5 separate regions of the Mus musculus genome follow, and regions 1, 2, 4 and 5 are each linked to region 3. Evidence: chromatin contacts called from public Hi-C and HiChIP or PLAC-seq data. All regions are on one chromosome and are shown on one strand. Each heading gives the region's core, a stretch centred on a gene start, on an enhancer-like site or on the middle of the called end of the contact. The rest is flanking DNA. Distances are from core to core; before and after follow the strand shown.

Region 1 (2,711 bases), core at 148-2,647, 450 kb after region 3:
AAGCATTCTTGAGGGCGTGGCTTTGAACCAGGGGAGGTACTTTGGCAAAGATGTGGTCTGACTGTGCTCCTTCCTTGGTAGATTTCTATCATGCCTCTGTTTGTATGGCAGCAGCTCTCCTTGCAGTACTCCAGTGGACTTATAAAGAATCCAACCCCCGACCCCACCCCACCTCCTCATATAATTCTCATACTTGCTTCCTTCAATGAACCTTTGGCTTCAAGCTCTTGGGATACACAGTAGTCTATTAGCATAGAGCAGACCTTGCATTAAATACTTGACAATCCTGATTTCATTTACTTCTCTCTGTAACTAGATAATACTGCCATTCTTAACAAGTTTCCGTTGAAATAACAGTGGCTTAGAGACTTAAGAGGGTGTTGCTCTGAACTGCGTCACCATCTCTTCATCTGTCATTTAGTGTAGTTTTTGTTCCTGGAAGCATCTGTGATTAGTGGCCAATATTAAGCTACAATTGTGTGATTCTTAAGTCTCTGGTTCCTTCAATTCTTTAATACTTTAAAATGCAATGGCCTCGACATTTTCAAGGTCACACATGTGCGTCCTTAGATCAACCAAAGGAATTTATCCTTTGTTGGAATAGAAAGCTGTAATGCAACCCTATGACTCTCAACTTCCTGTTGCGTCACATGAGCATTATCAAATCTCCTTGAAGAAGCTGAAAGAGCCACAGTGGTTACGAGTACAGAGCCTCAAAAGCCAAGGTCTATAAGAGGACCCACTGAGATGCAGGGAGCATCCCTATGCAAGAGCTCCCACCCTAGCCCACAGTATGGCAAGGGATTGAAGGATTTGAATTCTAAACTTCTGATAGATTAGCATCTGCCCAGAACAACCTCTGAAAGCAGTGGCTATCCCTGGAGAGAAAACTGTGGAGCCCGTCATGCCAGTCTGTGCAAGGTTAAGTCTGTGATCAGGCTAAAGATACAGATATGGCTGGATGAGACACCACATCGGATGCAGGAGGGTTAGGGACTGTGGCTGAGGTACAAATTGCTTAGAAGCAGGCTCATTTTAAGTTGCCATGGCAAAGAAAAGTGCAGACAATGGAAAGCTTTTACATTAATACCAGCTACCTCTTGTTATGATAGGATTGTCCAGCTGAGGGGCACTTTTCTTTGTTCTTCAACTGACATGAACAGATAAAATAATAAACAGTAATTACATAGTATTATAATGATTTCTGGGCTTGCCTCAGAGGGGCGTGCATCTGGCTAGGTAATTACTTCTTTGACAGATAGGTTTTTCCGTGAGAATGAAGGATGATGAGCTGAGTTTACTGCCTGCTGATGAGACCGCGGGGGAGGAAGGTCGTGAGGTATGCTTATTAAGACCATTTTAGTCAACGTGTTTTTCAATCAGTTGTCAAGGTTCCTATCCTAGTTAAAGAAATACTGCTTATGAAAGTGACACGGGAGCAGTCCCGGCCGTGAGAGACTCCTACTTGAGGGAAGTGACTCAATGGTAGACTTTTCAGGCAAGCTTTCAGTGAAAGGCCGTGTTTTAAAATGCGATACCTTCATCTCTAATATTCTAAACTTTACAGCTGGTGTGAAAGAGAGCCAGACTCCTGTATTCCATTTAAACTTCTTGAGAGATGAGTTCCCCCTACTGATTCAGATACAACTTTCTACAGGATTCTGACTAATCCTTAAGCCATTACCGCGCTCGGGGATGTGTTCCCGCAGTCCAGCAACACATGCACGCTTTACTCACTTTCTCCACCCCCACACTAAGTTCACCAGGAGTGACAACAGATGGGATTCTGTCCCCCTCGTTATAACAATATAGACGGCAGGTGGTGGGAAAAATGGGAGGATTTGAGCAGGAACGGAAACTATAGAAACTTAAATAGAGGAGGAAAACATGGGGACTATATATAGTTAACATTTATATAATTTTATATAATTTTTATAGTTATATATTTACATATAAATTTATATTAATTATATTAACATAAAATTTAAATATAACTATATAGTATATATTTTTATAATTTGTATATTTATATATACACAAATCATATATTTTATTATGTACAGATATATAAAATATATGTAATATATAAAAAATCTTACAAGCATACATATACATAGGCAAATGATATATAATATATATTATATATATATATATATATATATATTCTCACATAATACCTAAGTACATATAAGCAGTTCATTTCTTGGCTACTCATAATATGAATTTTTATTTCACATAATGCATGTAAACATGAGACCAAGAATAACTTAGTATCGCTTGCCCTATCTGTCCACTGTGCTCTCAGCTAGGTTTGCCCACAGCTGAACACAGAGCAAGAAACTTTTCTTCTGGATATGATGATATGTAGATGAAGATGCTCTGTAGTGAACAGAGATTTCTGTTTCCTCGCTCTTCCACGTTGTCTTAGTTAGGGTTTTACTGATGTATACAGACACCATAACCAAGGCAAGTCTTACAAGGACAACATTTAATTGGGGCTGGCTTACAGGTTTAGAGGTTCAGCCCATTATCATCAAGGTGGGAGCATGGCAGCATCCAGGCAGGCATGGCACAGGAGGACTGAGAGTTCTATACCTTCATCTGAAGGCTGCTAACAGAATACTGACTTCCAGGCAGCTAGGATGAGGATCTTAAAGCCCACACTCACAGTGTCATGCCTACTCCAACAAGGCCACACCTACACCAACAGG
Region 2 (2,700 bases), core at 66-2,565, 410 kb after region 3:
AGAACAACTAGTGAGAAAAGTGACTCAGGTTAAGTCTTTATACACATGATGCCGTTATCCAGTCATTAATTAAATTCATGAAAATAGATCTTCTTTGTTCTAGGAGACGTACCAAGGACTAAGAATGTACAAAGATAGCCATTATGTTTTAACTTGGTGTCAACTGCATATGGATACATGTTATTGGATTGAAATAATAATGAAAAACTAGTGCACATGTGCATTTACCATGTCCTAGGGATTGCTCTAAGTGACATCTATATCCTCTCCCATGAAGTCCTTACAACCATTAGAAATTGACAGCTATCATCTCCATTTTATCCAGTAGTAAACTGAGGGAGGAAACAAGGTCTCTTCAAGGTCACTCAACATGTAAGGGCAAACCAGGATTCTAAGCTCCCAATTCATGATTTGAATACCTCTGTCTCATTTATCCTTCTATTACAGACAACTTTCCTTACCTATTTTATCTTATTTGACCTCATTAAATCTCTATGAGGACAGAGCGGGAGATTCTGCCATCCCTTCTGATTCAAGGCGATGCAATAAATCTCCATTTAGTCAATCAATTTAGCTGAGGCAACCTCAGGAGTGTCCCGGGAAACGGGGAGCTTGTGTCTGGACATCCTCAGGTCCTCCAAGAAGCACTTTCACCTAACATCTACAGATGTCCATGGAAGACCTTGAGGTGGTCATTTTGGAATTTTAACTGCCGCATCCTGTTCACTCGGGATGGCATGAAAGCAATTACAAATTGCTTAACAGGTGATGTATAATATTCGATATGAAGAATCTAGCTGTGAACGGCTACACCAGGGAGAGCCTGACATATGATTTTTTTTTCAAGTTCAGGTACTTTGTGCTAACAGTAGTCTTTCTACCATATAGTGAGTGTTGGGTATTATTAGATATGATGCAGTATAAAGGGGAAAATTGAGCATTCTGAAACGTTTATTACAAAGAAGAGAAAGCACGGACTTTGGTGTGGTGCAAACCTGTGCTCTGGGTTTTAATAGTCATATTATCTTAGACAGTTATTTCCTAGGACAAATTCCTGACCTGTCCATTCACGGAGATGATGATGGCTATAATAGTAATACAGAAATTGTTTCTTGAGGATAGCTTCTTACTACCAGCGGCAAACATTTCCTGAGCTCTTACTACGCGCCAGGTTCTGTTGTGTATACAGCATGTGTTCCTTCGGTGTGAGTGTTAGCATTTTCATTTTGCTGATAAGGATAACAAGGCTAAGAATATTCTCAGATCACACAGCTAGCAAGTGATAAGCCAACACTGATCAGCAGGCTGACTGCCACCAAAAGCACAGTACTGGCTGCCTGCAATTTCTGTGAAGCCACTGTCTCTTATGAATACAGACTTCATCTCCTGTCTGTTTTCCTTTCTTGATTTATCTAACTTATCAGCCAAGGAAACTGTTTCCTCAGTGAGCTCCGCAGCAGCTGCTCCAGTTTGCTTCTGCACCATTTCATTCTGTTAACTCTTAAAACATAGTGTGTGTGTGTGTGTGTGTGTGTGTGTGTACATGTGCGGCATGCATGCACGCATGCACATGCATGTGTATGGATTGTGTGACGTATGGGGAGCAGAATGGGAACAACACTGGAGAGTCAGTTATCTCTTTCCAACTTTAAACTGAGGTCTTATCAGACTTATATAGCACTGGACCTCTTCAGCAGCCCCTGTCTAATTGTATGCTTATACACTTGAGGAGTGCCTGTGATTTGTAATTGAAACAGCAGTTTTCAGGAAGCTTTGCTCTCTGCCTTCCCCTCCCCTTCACCTATAAGCAAAACCTTTGGCTCCTTTTTCTACCTTTAATCTCCATTGCATATGTATAGAAATCCCATTTCACTAGCATACATTATCTTTTTGGTAATTTCTCCCATAAACGTAAGCCTACAACACTTTTTTAGCCCTTAGCATCTCACAGTATTTCTCTGTGTCTGTGAGTCACCTCTGTTAACTACATGTTATCAAATATTCAAAGAGTCTAATTGCCCGGAGCCTCTTCTCGATAACGGACAGTCTTTTCAGCTTTTAATTCTTGATATTCTACCTAGAATTTCTTAAATTCTTTGTATTAGTTGAAAGATTTTTGAGACCATTTTAAATTTATGCAGTAATTCAAAACTATATACTCTCTTCAGCTCTTTAGTTGCCAAAAAACTAATTTGCATATTAAAGCAATGGAAATATGGATTACTTCAAGCTCCTCATGTTATCCTTTCTGTGGCATGATGTTGTACAACAGCTAATGCTTTTATGACCTACATTTCAATAACTATCTGCAAACAACACGAAGGCACGGTGTTGGTACACACAGGCATAGAGCACTATGGGGTTTTTACAAGTGTACAAGATAGGATAGCTCTCCACTCAGTGGGATGTTGTATAAGAAAAATCAGAAAATGAGTCTTACATAAGAATGAGAGCATGGGAAGATGATGCTATCCCTTCTGATGCAACTGACCAGAAATTGATGGGTCCATTTTCTCATTCGTATGGTCTAGAAACTTACTAACTTTCCTTCATTAAGACGTGATGCTAAAGCTGACAACAGAATGCCATTACAAATAAAGAGGAAAGCTGTCGTGGCTTAAAATAAGTCGTAATTACATAACATACGCTGTTTTAAAACTGTCTTTGGTAGTCATTTCTCATAGAAATCTGTGCTATGCT
Region 3 (2,700 bases), core at 61-2,560:
GGATCATCCTGTCAGGAAAATAAAGAGCCCAATTAGGGGAGTGCTCATTTGTGGCTATTGATCAACTTTACAAAAACTGCTAAGATTTCCAAGCAAAACAAGAGGTTCTGAGGGCACTGAGCAAGGTCAAGCGAGTGGGAAAGAAAAAAAAAAATCTCTGTTAGTGACAAGAAAGCATTTCACCTGTGGAGTAAAAGGCTCCTGCCCTTGGGAGCTAGACTCCACCCCAGGGCCAGCCAGCCTGCCCTCCCGTCCAAGCCTCTCAGCCTCCCTGTTTGGCATCTCTCGGTATTACCAAGCTATAAATTGCCCAGGAGCTTAGAGACAATCAGGTCACGGCTGCTCTCACGAGGGAAAAGCTTCTTACTTCCGAGCAGAAGGGTTCAGCTAGGAAGAGGAGGGAGAAAGCCCTTTAGTCCCCCACCGTGCGGGCGGGCAAGGGGTGAAGAGAGACGGAGACAGGGGGGGGGGGGGCGAGCACAAGCCCAAGAAGGTGGAAAAAGCGTGCCTAGCAAGGTCGCACTTGACCCAAGTCTCCAAACTTATTGGTCGCTGCATGGAAACTCCCTGGGCGCTCGCTCCATTGCCTAGCAGCTGCAGCTGGGTGGAGCCTCGCTCCTCCGCCCCACCTATGGATGGACCTTGCATACAGCTCTGGTCCACCACACCCTTCCTGGGCGGTCTCTAGACATCTAGCTGCCCTGACATTATCGGAGCCTGGCTTCCCACTCGAGTTCAGACGGAATGATGTGACTGGTCTCCCAAAGCAAGAAGGACCACCTCTATCTCAGTAGTCCTGCTTCCCCACAACTCCGCGGTGTCAAATGGCCAAAGACAAACTTCTGCCTCTCTCGCGTCCCAGCTCCCACCTTTTCAACCTAGAACTCACACATATCGAAACTCCTAGGATGCTGTGTAGATCTGGGCATGCTCAGTATCAAGGCAGGTTTTGATTGAAAGTTAAAAAAAAGCTTTGTATTAGGCTTGCTTCTTATCCAGTGCTTATGGCTTACTGAACAGGTTGAGGGCATTCCCGAGTCTACCCACCGGGTCTAGAAAATTATCTTTTAGTGTTTTCTCTTTGGGATCTGGTCTCCTCTTAGTTCACCCCACCCCCGCCACTCTCCTAAACCCCTCTCCTCAGGTCCCTGTCCGCTGTGGGGATGGAGAGACTCTAACAGTACTGGGCTGGGCTCCGTTGCCTGAGAGGAGCCACCTATTATCAGTGCTCTCTGATTGGCTCTTCTGAGCAGCGTACCTTGGTTGGAACCAATCAAGAGCCGGGGCCGGGAGATGATGGGCGGCCGCCTCCTCACTGGAGGGATTCCTGGAGAAGCTGCAGTGTGGGGATGCTCTGACCGAGTTCAGCCCCCAGTGTCTTTCCTCCTCCTCCTCCTGCAGCGACAGCATCCGCAGTTAGCAGTGGGCAACTTGAGGCTGTAACCGGGGCAAGCCCCCAGGGTCCTGCTCACCCAACAGGGGGCTCAGGTCCCCGAAGGGGTGTGTGCAGGGCGGGGGCGGCCAGCTGGGACCAGCTGGTGGCCCTAGAAAACCTCACCCACACCCACACCCACACACCCCTTTTGTGTTGCAGGCTGCCCCTCTGAGAGCGGAGGCAGCGAGAGAGTACTCGTGTGCCTCGCACCGGTCCGCGGTGAGAGCAGCGGGGACCAAGACTCGCACCATCTCCCGGTCGGTCCTCGCTCCAGGTAAGGCAGCCCCACTGGCAGCGCGGCCACCTCGGTGGTACCTTGGTACCTCTGCGCTTCAATCTGTCGAAGAGACGTAGGTACACTTGATTTGTGGCGATGGGAGACCTAGGGAGGGATCCCCCCGTAAGCCTATTGTGAGAAATGCAAGACCACAAGTGCATCTCCGGGGAAAGCACTTTGCACAGGGCTGGTGATTCAGAACCAGGAGTTGATGTTGGGCATCCCCCATCTTCTTGCTTCTTCCATTCTCTCCTCTGTCCTCCACCCCCCAGCCCCCTCTCTCCTCCCCCTCCTCCTATTCTAAGCCAGTACAGCCCCCCACCCCCAACGGGGGGTGGAGGATTGTCTTTCTTACAGGGAAGAAGGGCAGTGAAGAAGAGAAAAAAGATTTCTTTCTGTTGGAGGGAGGATAGATTGCAACCCCGTGTGAAAATATGAGTCCAGGAAGGGATGAAACCACACAGGGAATTAAACTGAATGAGAGTAGACAAGGAGACCAGCTTCTGCTCTCAGAAAGGAAGTGTCAAATTTGAATCCATCTCCTCCTTGCAAGAGGCTACAAATGGAACAAAAATAACCCAACACTCCAACCCACTTTCAACTGCTTAATTGCTGCTGCTCTCCTGTGCCTGCTATCAGAATCTTCTTGTTTGCATCTGTCCTGTGGGGCTGACAGTTTGGGATAGCACCTCAGGGTCACTGTCTGAACTTTGAGGGCTTGTTGAGTTTGTAAAAATTAAAACTAGATCATCACCCTCCCGAGATTTACCCAGGTAGCCTTTATAGTGGGAGGGTAATAACATGGGAAGTTTCAAAACCTTTCCAAGTGACACCAGAATTATCAGGAGACTTGACTTTTACTTTGATCTTGCTAATCTGGTTAGCCTCTGTGGACTGTGGACGTGTTGATGTCCACTTCCCTAACCTTAACCCTTTGGTGAAACACAGGAAGTTTAACTTTTGTGTTAAAACTGCTTTTGTGCATGAG
Region 4 (2,700 bases), core at 152-2,651, 330 kb after region 3:
GACTTCTATGGTAAATCACACTGTCTTAGCCACTGCTTGGTGGGCAGGAATGGATGGGACAGCCACATCTGCTCCAAGCTCTTTTTCTGCTAGCCACTCACACAGTTCGCTCCTGCAGGAGTGGATACCCCTGAGTTTCAGTTTATCATCTACAGTGTTTCCTGCATCCAGATCTACACACACACACACACACACACACACATCCTGTCTCCTCTGCCTGGAATACCTCTTGCCTCTGCTTGCCTCTGGAACCTCTCGCCCTTCTGAGTTCTGGCTATTTCAAGATGTTCTTATTCCCTCCCCTCAAACCTGCCAATCATCAATTAATTACCAGCTCTTGCCCTGCTATGCATCTATGCTTGTATGTGCTCGTCGTTTTGATATGTTACTTAGCTGGCTCTGCCTGTTAATACTGTGCAATCTGTGTGGTTAGATGCTCGCTCTCTTTTTCTGTGATTCTCCAGTCCCAGAACAAAGCAGGCTCATGGAAGACAGAATTCTTATTCCCCTTTAGTTCACAGCAGCCTATTAATTACATTGAGTTGTCCAGAAAATGACTCTGAAGAAGCCGCCTACGGGAAGGCTTTGAAGGACATAGTAAGGAAGGTGACGTTCACCCTTTTATTGGAACAGAGGTGGGCAAGCTTCCAGAACCACAAACTTTGCCCTTGCCCATCTCCCCTCTTGTCTCTCTTTTTATTTTTGCTGTCTCTATTCTTGATTTTTGTTCAGTACCATCACCTTCTGTTCTGTTTTCTTCTTCTTCTTCTTCTTCTTCTTCTGCTTCTGCTTCTGCTTCTGCTTCTGCTTCTGCTTCTGCTTCTGCTTCTGCTTCTGCTTCTTCTTCTTCTTCTTCTTCTTCTTCTTCTCCTCCTCCTCCTCCTCCTCCTCCTCCTCCTCCTTCTTTTTCCTACTTGCCTGTACTGCCAGAATATGTCCCTTGCTTGTTTTATTCTTTTGAGCCTGGTGTCAATCAGACTGGTGCAGTTGATAAGCAAGCCATTCCTAGATTGGCCCTCAGGGTACATAGTCCTCCCCACAGATACTTTTATTAGAGTAGAGATCTGGGACCCACTGCTGATTTCGTCTCTATGGGTTTTATTTTTTTAATGTGCTATATTGGGATACCAAGAAGGCTAGACGAGCTCATCTGATATGACAGCTGCTACGTACCACCACCCTGTTCCCTGCACTTTCACAGGGAGAATTCAAGGGGCAGCTCAAATGTGGCAGTGGCCATTCCTGCAGCAGGCCCTTTGATGAGGCTTGCTTCGGTGAGTAGCTGTTTACAGTGACCTCGTTCAGCTGTCTCAGTCTCCTCCAGCAGGTACACAAAGCACACTTTCAGAAGCTCTGTGCTGCTGTCATTGCTGATAACCCTGTAGCCGTGGTTATCATTTGAAGTGGTGCTTCAGCCTGGCCTTGCCTGCCATCTCCTGCCCACACTGATTGGAACTGTTCCCCATCACCTCACCTTTCAGGGCTGCTGTCATCCACCCACTTCTCTTCCTGCTAATGCAGTGTTAATGCGATTTCCCTGGCTCCCTTCCAGGTCCTCATCAGCGGTGAATCTGTTTTGCTATTTTGCATTAAGTAGTCTTAAGCTATAACACCGGTGCTTCTGATGCACAGCCAAGTACCTCCACGAGGGCTTGAGCTTAATAGTTGCTCTAAAAGCTGAACATCACGTGATTTCACCCGTGCTTCCAATTACAAAGAGCGTATGGATCGCTCCCACAGTCCATTCTGCTGCTTATAGCTTCAGCTAGGGACAGCTACACCTTGCTACCATGTGGATGATTTGACATGGATAACTACTCAACCAGGGACAATTGGGCCGTACATAAAGGCAGCCCGCCCCATGTACCTAGCCTTTATTGATACTCTGTTGGCTAGTGAGCTTCTACGCCAATGGTTCTCAACCTGTGAGCCACAACCCCTTCAGAGGTCAAAGGACCCCTTCACAGGGTCATATATCAGATATTCTGCAGATCAGTTGTTTATATTACAGTTCATAACAGTAGCAAAATTAGAGCTATGAAGCAGCAATGAAAATAATTTTATGGTTGGGGGTCACTATAACATGAAGAACTGTATTAAAGACATTGAGAACCACTGCACTAGCCTCTCCATTCTATTCTTTCTGAACACACTCTCCTTTCCTCTCTTTCTCTTCTAATTGTTGGCAGGAAAGTTCTCTCCAAAGATGTATCTTAGGCCTTCCTCTATTTCCGTGACTCTTTTATCTTTTCAGGGTTTACAATACGATTGATTTCATGTCATTTACACTCAGAGCCTAATCCCTAGCCTTGATAGCTCTATTGAACTTCTTGCTTTCCTTAATTCTGTGTAAGAATGGTTTGCAAACAGTTAAGTTGCCTGCACCACACATGCATACGTCTGTGTATTTCACACCTGCATACCATGTAATCATCACTCAAAAGAAAAAAATTCATAGTACCTTTCCAGTAATTCCAGTAATGCCCTAGCATCTCTAGCTTTAGACACTAGTTGGTCTTTTTGTCATTTTTATTATAATATATATATGTATATGTATATATGTATATACATATATTTGGTTATAATTTCTTCTATGGTTTGTTAGCATAGAATCATACAGTATCACATAGTCTATATATCTTGTTTCTCCTGTTTGTGGGATGTTTTTGAGATTGTTGCTGTCTGTTCACACTGTTGTTT
Region 5 (2,700 bases), core at 162-2,661, 270 kb before region 3:
TTCCAACAAAAGACTGAACATTTATATCTTAGAAGATATAAAATTGTTAGGCATTTATGGGGTATAAATCTTTGTATCTTAGTGATTAAAAGTTTTTCCCATTTTATGCAAAATGTGAGCTTAAGAGCCTAAGACCACCAGATGTCATAAAGCCTAACTCTCAGCTGTATCCTTTGCCTTCCATAGCTTTGTCCTCCTGCTTCATGCATCCACTAAATTTGATATATTTTTATTGAGTGTGTATGATATGAAAAGGGTGCATACCCCAGTGAGTGTGTGGAGGTCAGAGAACAAGTTTTTGGAGTCAGTTTTCTTTCTCTTCACATCTCTATGCAGGTTCTGATAGTTGGGTTAGGTTATCAGGATCACACAAGTGCCATTACTGGATATGCCATACTCCCAGGCCTTGGGCATCATTTCTAAAATTGAAGCTCTCAAAGCTCTCTGCACCTTTTCCACGATCATTTTATTTTGATCCTTTTTTCCTGCTCTTTCACCCAGTTCCCCAAACATGTTACAAACTTCATTAAAGACCATGCTCTATTTCTTTCATTGACATGTTTCTAAATAGTATCTGATGGTGAATAAATGATTTCTAAGTATTTACCCATTGAATGAATGAACACAGAAGCCATTTCAGAAATGTAAACCATTCTATTAACACAGGGTATTATGTATCTCTATATTATCTTCTTATTATGAGAAATGTTATTAAAATAAACAAGCATCCATCTGAAGTATCAAGATAATAGCTCCTTTTTTTTCTGTCATACTCCCTTCTTGATTGGTTGTGTTGTTATTTGGTTATAAACACTTTTTAAGAGCAATGTTTACAAAGTCAGATCTAGTCAAAGCCATTTGGTAAAAGTTAGGTTTGGTTTTAACCACCGTGTCTCAATATGTAGGTACATAGTAACAACAACCAAAAAAAGGTTATAATATTAATTCAATGCTTCAAACAATCAAAATTAAAGCTTAACAGAAGGGCCTGAAGGACTTATGGGTAGTATTCTACAATATAGCTTATATTACTGCTTTATGAAATCTAAGCTTCCTTGAAAAATATCTATCTATGTAAGTCTCTGTTTATGCCAGGATTTGTGTGATAATATACTCAGAATGAGTGTGGCACAGCCTGGAAGCAGCACCCTGTGTTTATTGACCATCTCTTAGAGTATGATTCTAACTTACTCTTCCCTATTATGTACAGAATTTTAAATATCTTGGATGAATGCAGGAGTGAAATTTGAGATAGAGACATCACTATATATTATATTTACTAAAATAAATAAATAACTGAAAAGAAAATCTTCCCCAGCAGAATTTATAACATAACATTCTAAGCTACAGACCGATCAAAAAATTACCATTTTGAGAACGGAGCTTGGAAGAACCACGGGATTTTCTTCTGTGCCTCTGTAACCACGGCAACCTCAATTGTGATTTTCATATTCGACACCCTCTACAAACCACTTAGGCCTCACATGGAAAATAAGAAAGGGAAAAATTAGGCATGATTATACTCTCCTCTTTATCTGGATGTTTAGTGCCTTGGCTCCGCGCTCAGAGATTTGCAGGGCGGAGAATATTTCTCCGCTGTCACACACATCATTTTGCGCCTCTCAGTTCTTTGTCCTCTCTGATGTTATCAGCCTGAGTTTCCTAAAACATGTATCTGAGCTTGTCTTGAGAACTGTTTTCCTCTGAGCATGACACGGCCATTGCTCTCCTGACATCTAGGCAGTTGTGACCGCTACCACTTAAGACCCTTGCAAGTCTAAGCCCACTAATCATGGTTGTGGAAGGGAGGAGGAGTCACCAGGCAAAGAGGGAACAGAGAGGGACCCACAATGCAGCTCAGCAGGCTCCGCCCATAAGTAACTTTTCTAAAGCCCTGAAAGTTGCTAGCCTCTCACCCATGCTCCTGCAAGTGTCCACAGGAATCTCATTGACTCTCATCAAGCTGAACTTGTTTAAAAATCATTCCTTTACAGTTAATGTCTTTACATTCCTTTACAGTTAATACATTGATGAATAAGTGAATATATACCATGTTTGTCTTGCTGGACCTGGGTTACCTCACTCAGGATGATTTTTTTTTTCTAGTTCTTTTCATTCCCGTACACATTTTATGATGTCATTTTTAACAGCTGAGTAATACTCCATTGTGTAAAATCTATCACGTGTTCTTTATCCATTCTTCTGCTCTATGATCCTTCTACTCCTACGGGTTGCCTCATCTAGCCTTGATGAGCATATGTCTTATTATATCTTGTTATGCCTTCTTTAGTTGATCTCCCTAGGAGGCCTGCCTTATTTTTCTGAGGGGAAACCAGAGGAGGAGTGGATCTGGGGAGGAGGGGAGTTGGTCAGAAAACTGGGAGAAATGGAGGAAGGAGAAACTGCGGCCAGCGTGTGCAGGATGAGAGAAGAATAAATAAAAATTAAATAATAGAATAAAATCATTCTGTTGGTGCCCTGGCGGCAGTGGTTGGTGTGTGTGCCGCTCTCGCAAGCAGAAGTTAATGGCTTGTCTTGCTTTTCCTCTGGTTAACTCTAAAGATCTTCCCTACACAAGCAGGCAGGGCGGGGACCAGCATCTTCCAGAAGAAGGTGGTATGGTAAACGATAGTGATGTTCGCACCTGTCCTTTTAAGCACATCTTCTTTTGCCTGTATGAAAGTGTTAGAGATGCTTGTT

What was found. A called contact is a pair of places that touch in the nucleus more often than the background predicts. HiChIP or PLAC-seq counts read pairs in DNA pulled down with a chosen protein or histone mark.
Region 1: a contact with region 3 is called in an H3K4me3 HiChIP or PLAC-seq map of embryonic basal ganglia, with 3 times the contacts expected there. The contact joins the enhancer-like site here to the promoter of Syt1 in region 3. A contact is called at or near these places in 5 of 39 promoter capture datasets (the 3T3-L1 cell line, the C10 cell line, hippocampal neurons and 2 more), 1 of 484 Hi-C or Micro-C datasets (embryonic stem cells) and 2 of 115 datasets of contacts at active chromatin or transcription factors (embryonic basal ganglia and neural tube).
Region 2: an H3K4me3 HiChIP or PLAC-seq map of forebrain shows a contact between it and region 3, with 5 times the contacts expected there. The contact joins the enhancer-like site here to the promoter of Syt1 in region 3. A contact is called at or near these places in 7 of 39 promoter capture datasets (the 3T3-L1 cell line, 3T3-L1-derived adipocytes, embryonic stem cells and 3 more), 3 of 484 Hi-C or Micro-C datasets (the HL-1 cell line, cerebral cortex and embryonic stem cells), 3 of 115 datasets of contacts at active chromatin or transcription factors (embryonic forebrain, forebrain and neural progenitor cells) and 1 of 9 other capture datasets (embryonic stem cells).
Region 4: a contact with region 3 is called in a Hi-C map of the N1E-115 cell line, with 6 times the contacts expected there. The contact joins the enhancer-like site here to the promoter of Syt1 in region 3. A contact is called at or near these places in 1 of 39 promoter capture datasets (the 3T3-L1 cell line), 1 of 484 Hi-C or Micro-C datasets (the N1E-115 cell line), 5 of 115 datasets of contacts at active chromatin or transcription factors (craniofacial prominence, embryonic forebrain, embryonic stem cells and 2 more) and 1 of 9 other capture datasets (liver).
Region 5: a Hi-C map of forebrain shows a contact between it and region 3, with 4 times the contacts expected there. The contact joins the enhancer-like site here to the promoter of Syt1 in region 3. A contact is called at or near these places in 7 of 39 promoter capture datasets (the 3T3-L1 cell line, 3T3-L1-derived adipocytes, the C10 cell line and 3 more), 2 of 484 Hi-C or Micro-C datasets (the N1E-115 cell line and forebrain), 1 of 115 datasets of contacts at active chromatin or transcription factors (neural progenitor cells) and 3 of 9 other capture datasets (adipose tissue, liver and pancreatic islet).

Annotation. Positions count from the first base shown.
Region 1 is chr10:108,558,012-108,560,722 of GRCm38.p6, reverse strand. The region is part of intron 9 of Syt1 (synaptotagmin I); the gene reads left to right. Among named protein-coding and RNA genes, the nearest start is that of Gm36601, 100 kb to the right of the region's middle. Within about 2 kb of position 1,397, at least 10 of the 459 cell types and tissues checked have an H3K27ac peak or open chromatin away from gene starts, as enhancers often do. A contact at or near this core is called in embryonic basal ganglia, where this site is marked.
Region 2 is chr10:108,600,831-108,603,530 of GRCm38.p6, reverse strand. All of the region lies in intron 8 of Syt1 (synaptotagmin I), which reads left to right. Among named protein-coding and RNA genes, the nearest start is that of Gm5136, 98 kb to the left of the region's middle. Within about 2 kb of position 1,315, at least 19 of the 459 cell types and tissues checked have an H3K27ac peak or open chromatin away from gene starts, as enhancers often do. A contact at or near this core is called in forebrain, where this site is marked.
Region 3 is chr10:109,009,585-109,012,284 of GRCm38.p6, reverse strand. It overlaps Syt1 (synaptotagmin I), which reads left to right and starts at 1,310. Exons shown (of 11, transcript NM_009306.3): 1 at 1,310-1,709.
Region 4 is chr10:108,678,727-108,681,426 of GRCm38.p6, reverse strand. All of the region lies in intron 4 of Syt1 (synaptotagmin I), which reads left to right. Among named protein-coding and RNA genes, the nearest start is that of Gm5136, 20 kb to the left of the region's middle. Within about 2 kb of position 1,401, at least 28 of the 459 cell types and tissues checked have an H3K27ac peak or open chromatin away from gene starts, as enhancers often do. A contact at or near this core is called in the N1E-115 cell line and forebrain, where this site is marked.
Region 5 is chr10:109,282,347-109,285,046 of GRCm38.p6, reverse strand. No RefSeq gene overlaps it. Among named protein-coding and RNA genes, the nearest start is that of Gm23041, 84 kb to the left of the region's middle. Within about 2 kb of position 1,411, at least 15 of the 459 cell types and tissues checked have an H3K27ac peak or open chromatin away from gene starts, as enhancers often do. A contact at or near this core is called in forebrain and hippocampal neurons, where this site is marked.